Linked DNA regions of Anas platyrhynchos: region 2 is linked to region 1. A link is a contact called in public Hi-C data. All regions are on one chromosome and are shown on one strand. Each heading gives the region's core, a stretch centred on a gene start, on an enhancer-like site or on the middle of the called end of the contact. The rest is flanking DNA. Distances are from core to core; before and after follow the strand shown. Region 1 holds the start of GSK3B (glycogen synthase kinase 3 beta). Region 2 overlaps GSK3B (glycogen synthase kinase 3 beta).

Region 1 (5,318 bases), core at 1,640-4,139:
TTGATACGGGTTGTTTGGGTACTGGTGAGGGAACTGGGGGTCAACAGCAAAAGGCTAAGCCTCACAAAGGAGCGTAAGCGTGAGGCTGTTCTCCCGAATTAGCCTTGTTCTCTGTACAGAAATGCAGTTGGTTCTCCATTGTCATTATCAACTTGCAGACTCATCATAAAGGACGTTTCTCAAATAGATACCGTTAGGATAAATTTCGCATCGGTGTGATTCGTATTTACTGCTATCACAGAGTTCCCCCTACCCATGCTATTTTTCAGACCATCCACGCACTTTGTCATGTAATAATGCTCAAGCATCTCTCTTATAGTCGGTGCCAGCGTTTACGTAGCTATTAGAAAGAACTTCATCAGAAAATTAGAAAATTTGATTTGTGTTGGCATCAAATGCTCGAGGCCAATAAATAAATCCAATTTCAAGCGCAACTCTACAAGACGACTGGAATGCCTGGTGGTGCATTTCAGGTGGAGGAAAGTTGTTTTACCAAAAGAGGCAAAAACTTCTGGTCCTTCTGGTGGTTGGTGGTTTATTGAGTTTGTATCTCAGGGACATTTGATAAAGCGGTGAATCAGAGCAGATCCAACATGACGAGTGCGGCGTGGTTACTGTCACTTCAGGCTGTTCAGCCCCTGTGAGGGCGCAGCACTCAGCTTCCAGTTTCCCAGCTGCACAGTGAGTCAGACCTTAAACAATGCAAAGTCCTTTGTAGTAGGTGAAATCATTCATCATTTATCAGGCAGGGAAAAGGTTTCCAGAAGATCAAGCGCCCCGGGGTGAGCGCTGTGGTGCCGAACAGGACCGTTTGGAGAGACTGAGCTGGTTTTCTGCTTCGGAACAAAGCTGTTGTACAGGGTAAATCTCAGCTGCCTTTGGCCAGGTCTTTCATTGCTCACATAGCAGCGTTGCTTGGAATGGGACACAAGAAGAAAAAAAAAAAAGGATAAACAGGCAATATTTTGATGCCTTGAAAAGAAAGCAGCAGCTCTTAGACTCTAGCGCTGGCAAAAAGTGCTGCTGCTGGTCCAAGTTACTTTGCCTGTGGTATGAACTACTCTGGCGAGAACATTTTTTTTTTGTTTTTCCCTTTAAGCAAGCCGTACCCAACGTTCGCAGAGGGCTGCTGAGTAACGTTACCGAGGTCAGGGCAGGGAGCAGCTCTGCCAGGCGAGCTGCCCCACGGATATTGCAGAGCCCCGCAGAAGTACGGGCTCTTCCAGAAGTCACAAGGACGGCCTGGACGCCGGCCAGGGCCAAGCAAAATCCACCGGTGGTGGCACCAAGACCTGGGTACGAAGGCCGTTCTAGCGGCTCCGATATAAGCCGCGTTTCCTAAAATTTGCGAGGGAGAGCTGAAGGGGGAGAACTTTGTGAGCCTGTGCCTCGTGCCCCTTCCCTCGGGCCGGTTCCTGCAGTGGGTTTATCACCCTCTGCTCCTCACGAGGCGATGGGCGCAGCGCTCGTTCCTTTCCGCAGCCACGCCGCTTCGCCCAACAGCAGCCATCTGTCCAAAATCTTGTATTTCACGTTAAAAGGAACAAAACCTTGCGTTTTTAATGGGAATAATCACACCTTTGTGCTTCCCGGGGAAGCTTCCCAGAGAAGCAGCCCCTGATGGCCGCGAGGTCACTGAGGGGGGTACCCCATGGAATGGGCTGGGGGCAAACAGGAGCTCAGGGCCCTAACGGCTGCAACGGTTTTAACGGCTGTAACGGGATGGGTAACGGTTTTAACGGTTGTAACGGCCGCAACGGGCCAGGTAACGGTTGTTAATGGCTGTAATGGGGTGGGTAACGGGTTTTAACGGTTGTAACGGCCGTAACAGGCTGGGCAATGGTTGTAATGGTGGTTAATGGCTGTATGAGGCTGGGTAACATTTGTAACAGATGTAACCGGCCGGGTAACGGTTTTAACGGTTGTTAAGGGCTGTAACGGGCCGGGTAACGGTTGTAACGGTTGCACCGGGGGCTGCCCCGCCCTGAGGCGACAGGCCGTGAGGAGGGCTGCCTCAAACAGGCATTACCGGCCCCGGAGCCGTTTGGACACCGCTCTCTGGGAGCCGTGGCGGCCACGCCGGCTCCCAAGGGCGGCTCCCGGTCCCGGTGCCCCCCCCCCCAGGCACGGCCCCGGCCTCAGGGCGGCGCCGAGCCCGCCCCGCCGCACTGCGCATGCGCGCGGCCCGCCCTGCGCAGCCGGTGAGGTCATAAAGGTGAGCGAGGCGGCGCGCGAGGCCCCACCGCGGCGAAGCGTGGCCCGGCAGGCCCCGCCCCCTGCGCACCTCGCCCAATGGGAGCGGGCGCTGCCCGCCGGTGCCGCCCGCGGATTGGTCGGCGGCAGACAGCTGGCTGGCGTCTTCGGGCCGCCTCATCGCCCCCAGCCAATGGCAGCGCGCCGCCGCGGCAGCCAATCAGAGCCCGCGGCCGCTCTCCGCCCAGGGGCTGCGGCCCGAGGCCGTCGCAGGGCCGTGTAACCGCGGCCGCTGATTGGCCGCGCCGCTTCGGCTCCCTTCGGCTCCTCCCGGAAGAGCCGGCCTCCTCCTATTGGCTGCCGGACCGCGCTGCTAGGGCGGCGGCGCCGCTCCGCCATTGGCCCGCTGCCTGGCTTCGGGCGGGCTCGGCCGCGCCCGATTGGCTCCGAGCCGCCACAGCCGTCCCCGGAGCGGCCTCGCCATTGGCTCCGAGCACGCTCGGCTGTTTCCGTGACGGGGAGGGGAGGGGGGGGTTGCGAGGAGCGCGTCGGCCCCTTCGGCTGCCTATTCACAGCCGGCGCCTACGCCCGTTGCGCAGCGTAAGGCAGCGGCGCGCATAGGCGGCTGCGCTGAATTCGCAGGCTCGGCGTAAGCGGCAGCAGCGCGCTGAGGGCAACGAGCCGCCGCCTCCGCCGCCATGGCCCGCCCCGCCGCCGCCGGCCGGCCCCGTCGCCGCGCGGGGGCCGTGAGGAGCCGCCCGGCCGCCACCGGCACCGCCTGAGCGCCGCCGTCAGGGGAGAGGCCCCGCCGCCCGGCCGCATCACCGCGCCGCCCGCCGCGGATCCCTCCGCCGCCGCTGTTGGATTCCCTGGGCGAGCGGCCGCAGCACCGCCTCCCCGCCGGGACGATCCCTCCGCCTGAGGGGGGGGGGGGGGAGGAGGAGGAGGAGAAGTAGTCCCCGCTGCTCCCGCGGAGGAGACGGGAGGGGGTTGAGAAACAAAATAGGGAGGATAAGGGTAAAAGGGGGAGGAAAGAGAAAAAACAGGAGGAGAAAGGAAGGAAGGAAGAGCAGCCGAGGCCGCCCCGAGCCTCCGCCCCATGTGACTGGCGCTGAGGGTGGGGGCAGCGAGGCCTAGCGCAGCCCCGCGGCGGGCGGGCGGGGGCGGCTCCGGCAGCCGGGGCGCTGCGGGGAGAAAGGAAAAAAAAAAAAAAAAAAAGAAAAAGGGGGGGGAAATGGCGCTGTGAGGGGACGCACGGAGCCACAGACGGAGCGACAGAGCGACCACAGGGGAAGGGATCGGGTCCCCCCCCCCCCCCCCCTCCGTGAGGGGCCGCCGTTGATGAGGCAGGGCTCGCCCTGAGCCACGGGAGAGGGCCCTGAGGAGGAGGAGGAGGAGGAGGAGGAGGAGGGAGGAAGAGCAGCAGCAGCAGCAGGAGGAGGAGGAGGAGGAGGAGGAGGAGGAGGGAGAGGCGCAGCCGCAGCCCGAGACCATGTCCGGGCGGCCCAGGACCACGTCCTTCGCGGAGAGCTGCAAGCCGGTGCAGCAGCCCTCGGCCTTCGGCAGCATGAAAGTCAGCCGTGAGTATCGGGGGGAAGCCCGGCAGGGGGGCTCACACACCACGCAGACCCCAAAAAAGACGCCCTGCCCCCGGCCTCGGCCCCTCTGCCCGCTGGCAGCCCTTCCCTTTGTCAAGCGGGCTCCCAGGGCCGGGGTTTTGTCTGTGTGGCTGTGCCTCCCCCCCCCTCCTTTCCCCTCTTTCCCCCCTTCCCCGAAATGAATGACGGGCAGGCAGGTGCCCCCCCTTGCTCCCCATCCCCCTATATATATATATTTATATTTATAAATTTCCCCTTTTTCCATTTTTTTTCCCCCTCTTCTCTCCCAACGCCCTGAGATCTCGGGTGTGAGCACCTCCTAGTCCAGCCCATTTTTAAAAAAAAAAAAAAAAAGGTGGTGGTGGTGAAGGGGGGGGGGAAGGAGGGGTACAAAAGGTGCCTCTTTCGCGATTCAGGCAGCGCTAAAAACACTCGATAACGCCAAAAATAAGAAACATCCTCCCCGCCGCATGTGAGTATACCGAGGGGTTATTCCCAGCCTTACCCAGCTGGCTGCTCGGGGGAATATTGTTGGGAGCCAGGCCTAGGCTTTATGCCACACGGGCACGCTGGGGGTTGGCAGAGTGTGGGGTGGGTGCCCACCCTTTGGATCCCCCCACCCCAACCCCTCCAGCCAGGGGGAGATGGGGCTGTTTTTTAATTAATGGCATCTCGGCAAAGCAGCGGCGTGAAAGGGGGGAAAAAGGCCCTGCTCTGAGTCGCCAAAGAGGAGCACCGGGGTTATAATAGGAAACGTCTTGGCTCCTCATTTGAATGCGAATCCGGATCGCTGCCCGTCGGTGCTGCCGGCCTGGTTTGCGAGGGATATTTCCCCGTTTTTTTTCTGCTGGAAATGGAGGCTGGGGGGCTTGATGGGAGCTGGAGGGCTCGCCGTGCGGTGCCGTTTGGTCGATCCCTTCGGTGCTTGCCCGTAGCCACACCTGACACGGTGCTTGATATTGTTCGAGGCGCTTCGTGCCGGGGCTCCGCGTGCCCCTGGGCTTTTTGACAGATCGGGATTTCTCACGGGTTTCTCTGCGCCGAAATGTCTTCCGCTGCGGGAGAAGCCTCAAACAGGGCGCCGGGCTTGGCTGGGGGCTGTCGCCTGCCTTGGATCCGCATGATCGGGGCGCCTGCAGCACTTAAAAAAAAAAAACCAGGGAGTGCAGTTAACCCGTATTATTAGCAGATCCAGCTTTTCACGCGCGTTTGGGGTCTTGATTTCCGTGGGGGAAAAGCCGTGGGCGACTCCATTTTAATGTATCGATCCACTTGATGTGCGTGCGGAACGAGGAGCGGGTTTTGTTGGCCGGGCTTTCTGCAGGTGGCCGCCTAATCCAAGCGAGACCTAGCCCTGTCATGCCCGGCAACTAAATTTGTCTGATTCAAGCTCTCCGCAGCTTGGTTCTTGAAAGGTCACTGATGCTCCTTTCCCGTTTATTCGAGGTCAGAGCCCAGACAGATGCTTGCCTGCGAAGAGAGTGCTAACTGATGCAGACTAACAAGTTTGCAAATATGATTCAATCC
Region 2 (5,318 bases), core at 1,299-3,798, 63 kb after region 1:
AGTGCCTCACCACCCTCATAGTAAAGAATTCTTCCTAACATCCAATCTACATCTCCCCTTTTTTAGTTTAAAACCATTCCACCTTTTCTGTCATTACCTACCCAAGTAAAAAGTTGCTCCCTATCTTTTTTATAAGCCCCCCTGAAGTATTGAAAGGCTGCAATGAGGTCTCCTCAGACCCTTCTCTTCTTCAGGCTGAACACCACCAGCTCTCTCAGCCTGTCTTCATAGGAGAGGTGCTCCAGCCCTCTGAGCATCCTCGTGGCCCTCCTCTGGACCTGCTTCAACAGGTCCAGAGTGAATTTTGCTGCTACTAATCAAACATCTCTTTACTGCCCCGATACTGAAGGGTAACGTGTCAAGCAGAGAGTTTGTCTTGAATAAAGTTTTAGCATGGAGATACGGAGTTGCACTATTGCATTTGGAGCTGAACATCGCTATTTTTTGATTATCTTCAGTGCTTCCTGTAATAGTAGCTGGTAGCTGAAGAACTTTGTGTTTACCCTTTCCAGTCATCCTCTTTTTTGAATGAGTTTTGTCATGCTTAGGTGTACCATAGGATTGCTAAGACAGGAAGGACTTCCCTGTAGAGTGAATCACTGTTGGATGCCCTCCCTCGTTGGAGCGTTGTGATCTTGTAGCTGGTATGTAACAGTCCTTAAAAGACTTCTGGTTTCACTGGAAGCTATCACAAGTGATCGGGAGATGCTTGGTAGTTTTTTCAGGGCTTAGCTTCAGAAACTTAATCTGAGAGAAGCAGTGGGTCTGGCTTGTTTTGCAGCTGGCTGTCACCAAGCTCCATGCTCCTTGTACCTCTGAGTATATCTAGCTTTTTGAATACAGTGCAGAAATACTTCATGACTTTTTCCACTTACTCAAAACAGTGTGTTTTCTATCTGACTGCGAATTTTGAGCAAATAAAAAGTTCAAGGTTAAGGAACATGAGCAGGGCAGCTGATGAGAAATGTGTAGCTTGGCGGGGACGTTTGCCTTGCCTAGACAAGCCGGTATAATATTGTTACCTGTGGTGTTTGCAAGGTATCTCGGGCCAGGACAGGCACCCTGTCTGTCTTGGTTGTCTCATGTTCAGTTTCCTGATGTGATAGCTAAAATACAAACAATGGGATTTTTTTCCCTTCTGTTTGTGTAATGGATGCAGGATGATTTTGGCTTTTTGGAGTAGGTGTAAACGTCTGTGCTCCTATCGATCTCTCTCATGTACATTTGATAGTTCAGTGCTTCAGAATACGGAACTGGGCAGAGTAAAACATACGCTGTGGCTTCCTGGAAAAACACCTTTGTGTGGGTTGTTCTGTATGCTACAGGTAAATCCAAGTGAATTTTTAACAATGCAGCATTATGAAGTGCCAAGACTGAGAGAAGACCTTCCTTGCTGTTCCTGCAGTTCACTGACTTAGTCATCACAGAGCTTTTCCCTTCTGTAACCAGTGAGGCAAGGGTCTGAAAGATGAGCCTCCTCTCCTTACCCAGCACCAGCTCATCCCCACAGCACGTCGTTTCTACGTGGGAGACCTTCAGGCAGTCACCTAGCAGAGGCTAGATCACGTGTATGCGTAAGGGTTGGGATGAGGTGGTGCAATACAATATCAAAAGGAGTGGTGTTAACTTCTCTCGTGCCTTGTGGTTGGTGGGTTATCAGGAGCAACAAGGCTTTGGCCATCAGCATTTGGCAGAGAAGGAACTGCTAAGCTCTCTCTTAGCAGTATTTTGTAGGCCTCTGATAAATTGGGTAAAAGTAACATTCGCAGAGCCGGGGAGAGGCATTTCCATGCCACAAATTTTGGAAGGAGAAAGCTGTCTCTTAAATGTTTGTAAGAATTGTTACTAATAGGAACTGTAAAGGTAGAACATGCTTCTAATTTCCCTGAGAAGGTTGACATGAGAAACAAAAACCATGAATGATTGTCTCCTGAACAATGGAAAATGAGATCTTAGAGTGGGAAGTACACGGCAGCAAGGTCAGTGCAGGGTTTTGCAACTTGCACCGGTGATAACAGCGAATTTTTTTGTGAAGTTACCTCATGAGAATCTCCTCTTATGTTGTAGGATAAACACGAGAGGATGCGTTGTCCATTGAAAAGGTGGCGGGTGGTTTAGGAAACGCTTCCCTACGTGATCGATGTGACTGACCACTGCACAACGTCACAACGTTACTGAGGCTCCGTGCTTCGCAAATACATTTTTGAAAATAGCTAACAGGCTTCGTATGGGAAGTTAAACATCTGTGCCTTCAGGTTTTAGGGTCCCAGGTGACTGGGAACTACTTCGCGTCTTCCTTGGAAGCATCAGATCTGATAGATGATGTTGATGTGGTGCCCAGGTTGTCTTTGTTTCCTTAGCCTCTTATCAGCGAGGCCAGCCAGCAGAGGCCTGACAGACCAGGAGATGAAGGCCCAGCAGGTGGGATGAGCCTGGGGCTCGTGTCCTGCCCTGCCACAGCTTGCAGCCCGCTGTCAGCGCCGAGCTTGCCGTGTGGGAAGCGTGGAGCTGGTGAGTCAGGCGGCGTCTGACGCGCCGCGCGCTCCCCGGCCTGGCCGCAGGGCAGGGACCTGGGCGTGGGGAGCCGGAGCGGCTGCCGGCCGTGAATCAGGGCCTGTAGGCTGCCCGGCCCTTGCAACACCCCGCTCAGACATGGCTTGTGACACTCGCCCCGGGGCAGGCTTAAATTCGGAGCCTCCTCCTCACGCTCAGGAGGAAAGGAAGCAGCCGAGCTGATCGACTTCCTGCCTTTGTTGCTCCGGCTCTGTGGACCGGGCCCTTGGGGGATTTTGAACTTGGGTTCCTATCGGGTGATGGTGTAGGAAGCGTGCTGCTCCACGTTGGGAGTGATGGGGCAAAGCATTTCTACCTGCTCCTTGCTTTCTGTGTAGTGCACAGTGGCGAATCTACCCGTGGCACTTCTAACTCTTCTTATAAAAAGCACACTTTGCTATGCAAGTAGTCAACGAAAGCTATTCCTCATCTCCATATGGCCTCTTCTGGGGGAATTTAGACTAGAAGTGAATGCGAAGGTTTCCTAATATTTGCATTTCAGTGCCACACTACCCTTTCACCTAAGGAAATGATTTCTTGAAAAATGCGACAGCTGGAAGGGCGCTAGTGCTGACTCAGGGGAAAAAAAAATCCAAAGCCAGAAATCTGATAACCCATTTTTACCAAACATGAATGCTAACTTGTCTAGGAGCTTGTAGTGGATTTGTACTTTGACATAGTTGGCTTTCTCTTTGACGTGATAGATCTCTCGCATCCAGCAAAAGGTCAACCCATGGAATTGTTTCACAGCTACAGGAGGAATGTGCTGCTGCTGTTTAGGATGAAAAATACATATTTGAGGAAGCTTGAATTGCTTTTGTGTATAAAACTACAAAGAACCGGTTTTGAAATGGTCTTATATACACATTGCTGCTATCTAAGATTTGGTAGGGTGTGTACTATCTTAGGCACGCTTATCTCAGACCTGATACTCACGGGTGGAGGTTTAAAATATAGCGGTAACAAGTGCCGGGGCTTGCTGATGACAAATTTACCAAACGAGGAGCTGGGGAACCCTCCAGGAGTTTGGGAGAAGAGCTGTTTTGTGTATGTGTGTGAGGCACAGGCTCTTAAGTCCCTGTTTTAGGTTCAGTGCTGGAGCGGTGACCTGGTTTCCCCCCGGAGGAGGAGCTGCCCAGTCTCCCTTTGAGTTGAGCGGCGAGTGGTTAACCTTTCCAAAGCTCGGTCATCTGGGAGCTCATTATTAAGACTCGCGCTTCTGAAAGATTTAATTCTGCTTGGCAAATAATCATCTGAAGGCAGCTAATTCCACTCACCAGTTAAACTCTCCCTCTCTGCTGTCAGCTCGGTCTTCACCCCTTGCTTCCCGTTCTTGCGTCCTTGGGTTTGGATGCTTCCTCCAAGTTCTTAGGGAGTCAGAAACTTTCATTTGGGTTGAAGCTTAAAACCCCTAATCGCTTCTCCTATCAGGCATCTTCTGCTGTGTAGAAATAGTCTGAGACAAAGGACAAGTAAACACTGGAGGCAGCACTTACCTGTTCCCAAAAAAATAAAAAAAAAAACAACGACCATGAGAATTTTTTTGTTTTGCAAGTCCTTTGCAATCTGTTTGCATGCAGCGTCTGCTGCATCATAGGTAAGCGAAGGCCAAGAGTAATAAAACATTTCATTAATGTTTAATAGCATAGTGATTAGCAACTCAGCAAATGTCTTATGCCCGTGGGAGATTGAAACTTATTTGATTAATAGATTAATTGCAACCTGTTCCGGTTGTGATTGCAGGTGTAACTTGCCGTGGATGTTGCAGACTCCCTGAGGACTGATGGTATAGGCATGCTTACGTTTTGTTTCTTCTCCTGGTCGAAGAGTTAAAAATCAAAATATGAGAAAAATCCACGACCTGCTCCTGCGAAAGGAAGATGATTTTTACCATCCGTTTTTCAACAAGAGTTGCTCTGTGCTATCTCAGAAAAAGAATGGCTATTATCCCTGAAAGCATAGGGCTGCCTTTCAGAAAGTGCGTTCTCTTTCAATTATTCTCCTTCCTGCACTTTCTTATTTCAGTGTTATAATGGGCTTGAACCAGCTCTCTGAATTCCAGAGCTAGCTCTATTTTGCCCACTTTTATCGGGGGTACGCTGTAATTTCTGCTGCATCACCCCTGGCAGGGCACAATAGGCGCTGCAGGATTGAAACGTAGAACTCAGCCGTTCATCAGGTCACAACATTTGAAACAACCACTTGAAAATGATTAATTGAATTTCAGGTTGTGGTCTAAAAGGGACACGGGGCTGTAAATCAGTTTCTGTTCCAAGTTCAGTCTCGAGCTTCCTGAGCTGGCAGGAATTTAGAAATGGTATTAAAGCCTCGGAGAGGCTCTCAAACTCCGCTCCCATTCAGAGGGGGCCGCAAGGAGCTAACGAAGAATTTGGCTTCTGCCCTTCAATTAACCGCTGAGATGCGGGCAGGAAGTGAAGGAAGAGTCAGAATATTTCTTCTGTTCTCCCAAGGGACTGAGGCCTGTTGTGTGCTCTCTGAAGAACAAAAACAAGCCGTTTCTGTTTCTACTCGCAGGAAAAAGTGCAACAGCCAGCTAAGGCTGAAGCTCTCCATCTAGGGACTGTCCTGTGCTGGCAAGAGCAGGCTGGAGATGACATGAAATGGTACCCTGAGACGCAGGAGGGGTGCATGGGGCAATGGGCGGGCTGACCCTTTGCAAGGAGGGATGCAATGCTGGAGTTTTTCAGGGGGCAGTAATGCAGTGAAAATACCGAGCAGGGTGGCAGCAAGGTGCATGTTGGTGT

The links. Hi-C and Micro-C count contacts between places; a contact is called where the count stands out from the background.
Region 2: a Hi-C map of liver shows a contact between it and region 1, with 2.2 times the contacts expected there. The contact joins the enhancer-like site here to the promoter of GSK3B in region 1. A contact is called at or near these places in 2 of 8 Hi-C or Micro-C datasets (liver and skeletal muscle).

What each region holds. Positions count from the first base shown.
Region 1 is chr1:84,673,645-84,678,962 of IASCAAS_PekinDuck_T2T, forward strand. It overlaps GSK3B (glycogen synthase kinase 3 beta), which reads left to right and starts at 2,890. Exons shown (of 11, transcript XM_027449649.3): 1 at 2,890-3,773. The coding sequence starts at 3,686. It overlaps LOC113842406 (a long non-coding RNA gene), which reads right to left and starts at 2,553. Exons shown (of 5, transcript XR_011812301.1): 1 at 494-2,553.
Region 2 is chr1:84,736,758-84,742,075 of IASCAAS_PekinDuck_T2T, forward strand. The region is part of intron 2 of GSK3B (glycogen synthase kinase 3 beta); the gene reads left to right. Among named protein-coding and RNA genes, the nearest start is that of GSK3B, 63 kb to the left of the region's middle. Within about 2 kb of position 2,549, at least 2 of the 8 cell types and tissues checked have an H3K27ac peak or open chromatin away from gene starts, as enhancers often do.